3 separate regions of the Sus scrofa genome follow, and regions 1 and 2 are each linked to region 3. A link is a contact called in public Hi-C and promoter capture Hi-C data. All regions are on one chromosome and are shown on one strand. Each heading gives the region's core, a stretch centred on a gene start, on an enhancer-like site or on the middle of the called end of the contact. The rest is flanking DNA. Distances are from core to core; before and after follow the strand shown.

Region 1 (3,430 bases), core at 930-3,429, 2.1 Mb before region 3:
TGTGTGGAAGTGGGAACAGGAAACAGAAGCTGAGACACACTTTATCAATCCCACAGTTTATCCATGGTGTGTCTCGATGTGCTCTAGGCTTGACTATTACAAGCGCAGAGTGGAACATTCTTCCTTGCTCTTCCCTAGAGGGAAACCCATTGCTGTGTGTTCAGCCCTCGGCTGAGCGTCGCATCCTACAAAGCTTCAGCAGAGAGCTGCCAGAAGAGAAGAATAACCCTCACGGTGTTATCTGCTGACACGAAGGACAGGAAGACACCTACAGCCCAGACAGACCTGGCTTCTTGCCTCTTGTTCAGGCACCAAACAGCCAGGCTTACTGTCAACCTCCCTGAGACGCCCTGAGACACACTCGCTTACTCCAGCACTATTTATATCTCTCTACATGGCAAACAGCTTTGTTTCCTGCAAGCCTCTTATCTGTTTAATCTCACTTCTCAATCCTTTGCATCCCTGAGACTAAAGGAACAACAAAGGGGGGCTGATCAGAGGATGTTCGCCTAGAGTCTACAGATTCCAACACGAATAAGCTTCAGGCCAATCTTGAAGGAAAGAAACCCCTGACCTCTCAAAAGTGAGAGATCAACACCCTCTCAATTTCTTGAGGCTCCAGGTAGATGCAAAAGTCCTAAAGAGGGCTAGCAAATAGTTGCTCCAGTTTGAATAGTTTATTATAATAAATTAACATTTTTAGCACAAAACGCTGGACAGCCATACAAGTGTGCAAAGCCTAAGATATTTACAGTGTTTATTGAAAAATGGGAATTCAGAGTGCATGTCAGGTGTAGCCCACCCACAGTTCACAAGGTGAAGGTCATCTGGTGAATGCTTTCTTTATATTTTTTCGGTCCTCCTCAGGGTGTTTCTCTTTGAGTGTGTGTGTGTGACCTCATTTCAAAAAGAGTCAACATTTGCGGAGTGCTGGGAAGGGGAGTCCCTGGCCACGTGATCTCCCTGGCTCCTCTCATTCCTCAGTTCTTCCTCAGAGGTTCTGCCCTGGACATGGAACGCAAACTTTTATGCTTGTGTATTCATCTCCTAGATTTTCTAAGATTCTCCAAGCAGCCCTTTCCCCCAAAACCTTAAGTACGACTGGTCTCAAAAATATCCTAACCTATGAAACCCAGATCAATGAACAGAGCTCCTCATTTTTGAAATTTAGAACACTCTTCTTTTAAATTGTAAGGATATTTTAGCCTTGCAATTTCACTTATTACTAACAATTCTTTTCAATGACTTGCTGTTTTTTTTTTGAAATGCATAACAGGAGTTCCTGTCGTGCCTCAGTGGTTGACGAATCTGACTAGGAACCATGCGGTTGCAGGTTCAATCCCTGGCCTTGCTCAGTGGGTTAAGGATCCAGCGTTGCTGTGAGCCGTGGTGTAGGTCGCAGACGCAGCTCGGATCCCACGTTGCTGTGGCTGTGGTGTAGGCCAGTAGCTACAGCTCCGATTAGACCCCTAGCCTGGGAATCTCCATATGCCACAGGAGCGGCCCAAGAAATGGCATAAAGACAAAAAAAAAAAAAGAAAGAAATGCGAAATAAACATGTTTCCTTATTTGCCGCCTTTCCATCTTTATTCTAGAATCCATAATGTTAAAAACAAAACATTGATGGTACTGAATAGGCAATGATCTGAACCCTACCCTCATGCTCCACAGCTGTGTGGCCCTGTGGAAAAGCTTTCCCTCTCTGGTACTCAGCCTCTGTAGCTCTAAGAGGAGATGGTGATTCCATTTCTCAAGTTCCTTTTAGCTTTATAGGACCATGGTTTTTTTTCTTCCTCTCATGCTTTACTTCCTGCCAAATTGCCCCTCAAATATTTTAATAGCCCATCTCCAAAGTCATTGTCATGGCATACTGCCCTACTCCGTTAGATACTAAACAATTGGCTTTTAACTGTGAACAAATTCGGTACTTAATAAGCATAAATTCAAACTTATTTATACCCTGTATCTGATGGCAAATAACTGTTTACTTTGTAATTTTGATGAACAGAACCTTTCAGGTAAAACTCAAATCACTATAAAAAAAACTTTAAAATAAAGGAAAACTCTAACTTTGGGCTCAAGTAGGTTGCCAGATACACATCTGCAGTGATAGCATAGGGACACTAGATGGCGATATGAGTGCACCAAATAATAAACATTTCCTTGACTGGTCCAGTGTTAAAATCCCAGTGATTAAGGCCAGAACAGGTTAATATATTAGTTAAAGAAACAAAGTCAACTATAATTAGGTGTTAGAGTGTTAGCTAATACTCTGAATGTGTTCAGTAACCTGATACTTAGTGAAAGAAAAGAGTGTTAAATTAGAAATTAATTTACATGACTGCTGAGTCTACGTTCAAGCTAATTCTTGGGGCAAGAGTTGGCAATAAACATGTGTGTCCCATAAAATGGATCTAATTCATACTTTCCTGTCCACTTTTGGTTTTGGGGTTTTTTTAATAGCAGTTGTTTGGAATGGAGTGTGCCTTACATATATTATTCATCGACAAAGTACTATATTCTCATTAGGAATGTGAGTCCTAAGACATTGGTGTTTTAAAGGGGAAATGGCTGACTTACTGTAAGCTGTTGGCTGGGCCATTATTGACTGGCAGGATCAACTGGAAGCACTTTGTTAGTGGATTAGGTTGCCCTGGAAATGCCTTTCTGAAAGTCTAATGATGCACTTAAGGGAACCCTCTGGGACAGGAGTAAAATGTCTCTTAGCAGGCGTGTCTTCCACCAGAGTCCTCTTGGGATGAAATGGGAGGGGGCCGGCCACATCCAGAGAGATGCTCAGTAAGGAAACAACCCCAGGAAAAGGTTGCAGGTAACAATTTCTTACATGGAAGCGAAGATAACGCCTTACTGACAGGAACTCTGAGTTTTCTGAAGGTACCAGCGCTTCGTGTATTCTTTTGAAAGAGCACCATTAATTCCAGAGATTGCATGTGTGCATGGATGTATATATTCATTTACTAAATGCTTATTTATTTGCTGGGGTAGGGGTGGCGGAGGGATGGAGAAGGAAAAGACAAGAGAGCGCAACTGAGAGAATATGGTTTGATCCTCTCTGATTGGAGAAAAAAAAAAAAGCCCTTCTGTAGGTTGAACATCGGGGTCACTGGGTGTTTTGTTGCTGTTGTTTGTTTGTTTTCTTAAACAAGCTTTAGAGGGGGAAATTTGCCCTTCGGCAGAAATTCAGTGCACGTGCGCAAAGGGCTTGTTGGGGGTTTTTTGTTAATGAAAAATCGCTGTGTTTATCTCACCACTGGGTGAAGGGGTTGTTTCCGGCGGCTGGGGGGGCGGTGGAGGTCTAAAGACAGGAAAAAGGGCAAAGCAAAGGAAACTCCAGACTCGCGGGCAGGACGGGAGGGAAGTGGCTAGGCAGCGCTGGTCCCCGCCCCAAGCCCCAGCGCGCCCCGGGAGT
Region 2 (3,640 bases), core at 243-2,742, 2.1 Mb before region 3:
CAAGATCACAAAAAATACGTATTTAGATAAATGAATGGAAGTTTCGCAACATGATTTTTCTAATTCTGTCCAATTAACTGACAAAAAGGTAAATCTTCAATGGCATATAATTGAGACTTTAACAGAAAGAAAAGAAGTGATTCACAGATAGTGTTTTTCACATGCTCACTCCCACTCTTCAAGGGGCTACGCTTTAGGGGTAGAAAAGCTTTAGAATACATGGAATTCAGAAGATTCCAGGGGTCTAGAAGTTGTAGCAAGTACAGCCTGTACAAAACAAGTCACACCACTGGGCTGAATTTGATTTTTGCTTTTTAAAATTCTTGGGCACCTTCATTCAGATGTTTTAATGCAAACACATTCTGGTACTAATGCTTGCCTCAGACTGGACACACACCTGTCCCTTGCCCTCATCCTGGGCGTCTTCATGAGAGTTTTAATTCAGGTTCACAGAAACACAGAGATACACATGAACTGTACAGACATTATACGCACATTAGTGTGGGTGCCTGTATGCAAGGATCTCTCAGAAATAGGCTGGCAGTTCTCATAAGAGTCTCGAGGGAGTTGTACAAAATCTTAAGTCACCCCTTGTACGAAACTCCTTCACTGGATTGGGGGGGCTGAAAAGATTAAGGTCCTAAGAAAGTAAGAATATGATGTCCTAGAGGAGACTGATAGAAAGCCTTCAGGTTTGGGGGGGGGGGTTTTGTTTTTTGCCACAAACACCAGGGACTAGAAAAAAATCAGGTTTTGTTTTTATGTTTTGTTTTCAACAGTTTAGGGTTGAAAGGTTTTGAGTCTCCCTCTTCTACCTACAACTGGCAACTTGTGTGTACTGACCATCAAGTCTTGGGATGAAGAGTAATAAAACTGATTATCAATTCTGCTACATGAAAACCACCTGATGATTCACAGTAGGGAACTTAGACCCTTCAGCAGTGTCACCGAGCGCTTTCACTAACACTTGATATATCAAGACTGAAAGCTGGACTGATTTAACCGCTAAACAGGTCATCAAAGGGTTTCATTTTTACCTAGGTCAGTGGATTAAACAGCCTATCTTCCAAGTTCTTAAAGCTCCTATCCCTATCTTAAATGATACACAAATACTGTCACTAGGAAAAGGTTCTTCAACAATCCACTTTTCCATTCGTGTCACACCTGAAAACTTGGCAGAAGATACCAAACTAAAATAGAGCAACCCCTTCCAAACCGAACGAGAGTCACCGATCTCTCCAGAGGCAGGAAGAGTATGAGAAGTCACGATCCTGATAAAGAACATGTTCACACATTCAGTCTTAGCAGAATTAAACACCTGGGGTACACGGTCTCACTACAACCGTGACTAAATAAATGGCAAAGTTGAAAAGTTACTTGCTATAGGGTCCTCCACTTCCTCCATAGTCATAGGTTTGCTGTGACTGGTCATCGATGCTGTAACTCGTCTGGTAGAAATCCGTGTTTAGGTTTTCAAAGCCTGACATGGCAGATGCTCTGCAATAGAAAAGAAACAGCGAAGACTGTGTATGTGCAAGGCCCTCCTAAATTCGGTCCTGACACTTAAGCAAATATCCTCCCAAGGCAGCAAATACTCGTTCTAGAAGTCCAGGGAGCAACACTGGGAGGGTGGGTCGGGTCTCTAGGTCAAGGCCGGGAAGACACCTCATTTCAAGGAGCTGGTACGCCTTGGAGCAGGGGCTGGGGCCGGGACGTGGGAGGAGGAGTGGCTCCGTGGGGCCTAAAATACCACCAGTGACAAAGAGGACTGATTCCTCACATTGGGACAGGGCTTTACAGCCGACAACACGACTGCCTCCTTGCAAAATACGGCTGGGCCTGCCGGGGAAACGCAAGCTGCTGGAAGACGGCGCCGGAGCGGCAGCGGCCGCGTCTCCGCACAGCCGGAGAAGGGGCGAGGGGCTGGGCGAAAGGACCCGGGCGCGGCGCCGAGAGGCGGCCATAAGCCGCGCTGCCCCGGTGCGGGGAGAAGCCGAACACTGCGCCACGGAACCGGACACTCACCTAACGCGGCGGCGGCGGCGGTGGCTCCCGCAGCCCCCAGCAGCCCCCAAACTCGGCTCAGGACCCGGTACCGGCCCCGTTGCTACGTGTCAGGAGGCCAAAGAACTGCTTCCGGGGCACGCCCGCTCGCGCAGGCGTGGTGGCAGATTTGGGGCCGGGGCTGGAGTACCGAGAGCGTGTTGGGGGAGGGGGTACGAGGGCGCGATATGGAGCGTGCGCAGTGCGGTGGGCCAATGAGAGGAGCGAACACTTCCGGCCGCTGGGTCGGCGGCGAAGGTAGAAAGGCGCAGGCGCCGCGGTTGCTAGTTGCCACTTGGGAGGGAGCCTTGCTCTGTAGTCGGAGCTCCTGGGGGAAGGCGCGTAGGTGCTGCAGCGGAAGGAGCGGAGCCTTTCTCTTGTGCACCGCGGCTGCAGATCCCTGGTCTCTCTGGACTCACTGCTTTTCAAGCACCGTGCTAGAGTCTATGTATTATTTATTACAAACTAACGAAATGGTTACTCTGCTACTCTCCTTTTATAGGTGAGGCTGTTAAATGTTCATTTCATAACACTGAATGCGACGTTGAATATCAACTCTGTGCTAACTATGCTAGCTTCAGGGAATATTAAGATGAATACAAGCTAGTTGCTATTGCTCATAAAACGTGTAAATACATATAAAATCGTTACTAATATTAAGCGCCCCGTAATTCTTTGGAAGGTGTAGTATTCAACTGGGACTACGAATCTTGAAAGCCACTCTGAAGAGGTGATGATCAAAAGGGTGAATAGGACTTAGAAAAGAACGCAACAGGAAAAGGAAAGGAGAGTCGGGAGAGAGAAAAGTGTAAATATTCCAGGCAGGGAGAGCCGCTGTGCAAGGGCTGGGGTTAGGGAAAACAGGGTGCAGGAAGGGTATAAATCAGTTTCTCCATCGCTGCACTATTAACATTTTGGTCCAAATGATTTTTTTTCTTTTCTTTTTTTTTTTTTTTTTTTTTTTTTGTCTGCACTGTAGGACGTTTAGCAGCATTTCTGAACTCTACCTCCTAGATATCAGCAGCAACCCCTCCCCCCGCAACCCTTGTGACAACTAAAAATGTCTCAGGCAACATTAGATTTTGGAAATCACTGGTTTAAATGAAGACAGGGTGATTAGAGCAGCAAGTGAGCCGAGCTGCGTAGGCAAGTGCTACAGACAAGGGTTGGGGAATAGAGTGTCTCATGGAATTGCCGTGTTGGCTGTAAAAAGGGAAACCACTGAAGGTTATGAACTAGTGAGTGAAACGATTAGATTGTTAACTTTTAAGAAAGTTGCATCGCTTTCTTAAAGTGAGAGAATCCTGACTGCCCTAAGGCCAAGTGCCCTGGTGTTAACCAATGATCAGAAGTGAGTCCAGGGTTTACAGTACTAAAATTTATATCATGAGTCTCCTACATTACATGCTGGGACCAAAATCCCATGGTCTTCATAAAAGAAGTCTGGCCATTGCTCTGGGATCAGTTTCCAAAGGGCTAATAAAATGTCACTGATAAAAACTTTTCTCTCAACACACACACCTCCCCAAAATGAAACAAACAAGTAAAAATAAACAACTGAAAGGAAACACACTCCCCTCCAATGCACCAAACAAAG
Region 3 (3,579 bases), core at 920-3,419:
CTATCTTGAGCTGTGTATACCAGTGTTATTTTTGGAATAATTTGCTGGGACTTGGAGATGCATGCTGATGTTTAAAAAGGGATCTACGCATCCACTCTCATTCATACTTCAATTTGTTCAAATGTCACATATTAAGTGAAATTTTAACCATAGTTTCTTGCTATAGATGAGCATGATTAGAACTGTTTGACCCTTATCACATTTTATCATACCTAACTGAATTCAGTATAGCATATTCTGTAATTCACACATAATAAAACTCACCCTTTAAAGTGTATAATTCAGTAGGTTTTAGTATATTCACCAAATTGTGCAATCATCACTACTATTTAATTTCAGAACATTTGCGCCATCCAAAAAGAAATCCTATATCCATTAGCAGTCCCTGCCTCCTGGAAATGTACTTTCTGTCTCTATGGATTTGCCTATTCTGGACATTTCATTCAATGGACTCATATAATATTTAGCCTTTGATATTTGGCTTCTTTCACCTAGAATAATGTACTCAAGGTTCATCCTATTGTAGCATATGTCAGTACTTAAATTCCTTTTTTATGGCTGAATAATATTCCTTTGTATAGATGACACCATATTTTTAAATCAATTCATCAGCTGTTTGGACATTTTGGCTATTATGAATAATACTGCTATGAATATTTGTGTACAAGTTTTTGTGTACATGTATGTTTTCTTTTTTTAAAATAAAAAAATTTTTTTTGGCAGCACCCAAAAAATTGGAATGTGGAAGTTCCCAGGCCAGGGATCAAACCTGTGCCACAGCAGCGACCTGAGCCACTGCAAGGACAGCACCAGATCCTTAACCCACTGAGTTCCGCACCCCTGGAACTTCTGCAATGATGTTTTCAACTTTCTTGGATCATGGTGTTTAGTAACGGGGCTTCTCTGCCGAACGGTCTTGGGTTTAAGGGTAGGCTGTGTCAGTTATTAGCTGTGTAATTTGAACAAGTTCTTTAACTTCTCTGGCCTCAGTCTCATCTACAAACTGGCTATTCATAGTACCCTCCTATTAGGAGGCCTTTTTATGAGTCCTAAAACAGACAATACGTGGGTAGTAATTAGAACAGTGCTTGGTATGAATGGTTAGGTCTGAGTAATACATTAGTTTAATATTTTATTAGTTTATTGTTTTGAGCGCCGTAACGGCAGAGTTCCTCTTCATTGTGCCTTTGAAACCCCAGTACCTAAAGTCTTTTTTTTTTTTCCTTTTTTTTGGGCCTCCCTGCTGCATATGGAGTTCTGGGCCAGGGATTATATCCGAGCTGCAATCACTGCTGAAGTGGCAGCTGCAGCATGGCTGGATCCTTAACCCACTGGGCTGATGGACCCTGTGTCCCAGCACTCCCACCATAGCACTGATCCCATTGTGCCACAGTAGGAACTCCCCCAGTACCTAAAGTTTTTTTTTTTTTTTTTAATTAAAAAAAAATTCAGAATTCCTTCTGGGTATTAGGATATGCTAATTTCGGACAAATGTGTTTCGAAATTGAAGGACAGATGTTTTAAACTGTAAATTGCCAAGAAGTTTTCTTCCTCCAACTTAATACAGCAACTTATAGCAACTAATTATTTAAAACAACCTAAGAGGTATTCTCTTTTTAAGTATAGTTGACTTACGATGTTGTGCCAATTTCTGCTGTATACGACGAAAGCATTATTTAATAACAGATATAATCTGGTGGCGCCTTAAGACTCCTGATTCTGAAAAGCTGGGAAGGGCTCAATTCCACAGCAACTCTGTGATTGGTTTACGGGTGATCCAGGTCGATTTCTCATTGGCTCACGGGGTGGAAATCGTCTCGGCCTGAGCCAGTACTGCCGGTTTGAGGCCAACATGGCTCCACAATTGGCTTTCCAGGAAGCGGGCAGACACGTGGCCACCGCAGGCTGAGCAGTGGGTGGGAGGACCTAGTTTTGCTTACCGCGAGAGGGCGCCGGCGGTTCCTCGTTGCTAAAGTCTCGTTTCCCGTAAGGCCTTCGAGCGACCAATCAACTGGCTGTCTCCATACCGCTTTCAAAGTCGGCGGGCCCTTTCACCAATCATAAGGCAGATACCACCCTTAGCGCGAGGATGGATGGGAAGTTTGACCAATCATTTCACAGATCTCTGCTCTCTCCGCCTCCCTCACGCGGGATTGACGATCCGTCAGGCCAATAGGAGACGCTGAGGCGGCGGGTGGGTGAACGCGGCCCTCTGTAATGGCGGAGCGTGGCGGGGACGGGGGGGACGGTGAGCGGTTCAACCCGGGGGAGCTCAGGTAAGGGGCCCCGCTCTCCCTCGCATCTCGGCGCTCCGGCGGCCCCGGGGCTGGGCGTGCCGCGCGGAGAGCCGGGTGGAGGGGGGCCGGGGAGCCGCGGCGGCTGCGAGCCAGGACCGCATGGGGTGAGGGGGAAGGGGAAGGCGGCTTGAATGAGCCGGGCCGGGGCTGGGCCGCGGCCTCCTGCGCGTCCCCGGGGCGCTCCCTGCGCGCTTCGCGGGGCCCCGCGCCCCTCGCGGCCCGCGGCCCGCGGGCCGGGTCCGGCCTTCGCGCTTCGGGGCCCCGCCTCGGGCGCGGGCCGCCGCCGCCGCCTCCGCCGCGGCGACCTCCGCCCTCCTCGGGCTCGGCGCGGCCGCGGGCCCGGGTGTCCTCCCCGAGGCCCCGCGCCGCCGCGCCCCGCTGCGCCCTGTCCCCGCCGGCCGCGGCCCGCGCGGTCCCCGTTTGCCCGCTCCCCACTGCCCCGCCTCGCCGGCTCGGCCTGGACTTCGTGCGGCCTGCCTGCCTTTTCGCCCCGGTTCCTCGTCCCGCGTTCGTGCCTGGTAACAATAGCGGGAGCCGTTTGCCGGGCGCCTCCGTGGGCCCGGGAGCCCCTCCTGGGGGTCCCCGCGACCCTCACGCCCGCCCCCGGGGAGGGGGTGCTGATCCCGTGTCCCAGGCCCCAGAGCTGAGCCGTCTTCGGTTAAGTGAGTGCCCCGCGGCAGGCGAGGACCCGGAGCCGCCTGCAGGTGGGGAAGTAGAACCGCGTCGCTTTGGTGGGATGGTGGCCCCGGGAACTGGCCGGGACCCGGGCCGCCGGGCTCGGAGCCTGCAGTCCTCCTCCTCCTCCTCGCGCTGGGTCTGCTCGCGCCGTCGCCCCAAGCAGGGCAGTGACCTTCCTCGCCCTGCTTTCTCACCGCCTGTGGAATTTGTCGTTAACATTTGGTCCCAGTGTCCCGGGGGTACGATGAGTGGGGTTTAAGGAAAATGAGGTCCTGAGTTTTCTGTCTGGTCCTTCCCTCCCCACCACGGGAAAAGGTCGTGCGAGCCGTTCCCCTCCCGTTCTGAATTGTGCCATTGTCAGCGTTTGGGAATGAAAAAGAGCAGAGTAAGTTGGGAGGACTCTAGCATGGTCCAGAGCTCCAGATGGAATTATGTAAGGAAAATGGGTATTGTTAAGATTTCAGGGAGGAAAATCTTGTCTTTGAGATTCTGAGTTGTCAGAAATTGTTAACTCTGGCAGGAATACAGTCTTACTTCTTGGAAGACTCTTAAATCCTTTAAACCCCGTGTGTACACTTGAGTCATGGGTGATCGCACTGCCTTG

Evidence for each region. Promoter capture Hi-C pulls out the DNA fragments that hold promoters and counts their contacts. A called contact is a pair of places that touch in the nucleus more often than the background predicts.
Region 1: a contact with region 3 is called in a promoter capture Hi-C map of liver, with 8 times the contacts expected there. The contact joins the promoter of KCTD16 here to the promoter of TCERG1 in region 3. A contact is called at or near these places in 1 of 5 promoter capture datasets (liver) and 5 of 47 Hi-C or Micro-C datasets (embryonic fibroblasts, mesenteric adipose tissue, omental adipose tissue and 2 more).
Region 2: a Hi-C map of liver shows a contact between it and region 3, with 5 times the contacts expected there. The contact joins the promoter of LOC110259671 here to the promoter of TCERG1 in region 3. A contact is called at or near these places in 1 of 5 promoter capture datasets (liver) and 1 of 47 Hi-C or Micro-C datasets (liver).

The regions. Positions count from the first base shown.
Region 1 is chr2:145,702,523-145,705,952 of Sscrofa11.1, forward strand. KCTD16 (BTB/POZ domain-containing protein KCTD16) reads left to right here and starts at 2,180. Exons shown (of 4, transcript XM_021084953.1): 1 at 2,180-2,895.
Region 2 is chr2:145,666,445-145,670,084 of Sscrofa11.1, forward strand. LOC110259671 reads left to right here and starts at 1,493. Exons shown (of 3, transcript XM_021085167.1): 1 at 1,493-1,531; 2 at 1,791-2,545. The coding sequence starts at 1,493. It overlaps YIPF5 (Yip1 domain family member 5), which reads right to left and starts at 1,487. Exons shown (of 5, transcript NM_001077225.1): 1 at 1,378-1,487. The coding sequence starts at 1,487.
Region 3 is chr2:147,787,056-147,790,634 of Sscrofa11.1, forward strand. TCERG1 (transcription elongation regulator 1) reads left to right here and starts at 2,170. Exons shown (of 23, transcript XM_003354339.5): 1 at 2,170-2,276. The coding sequence starts at 2,218.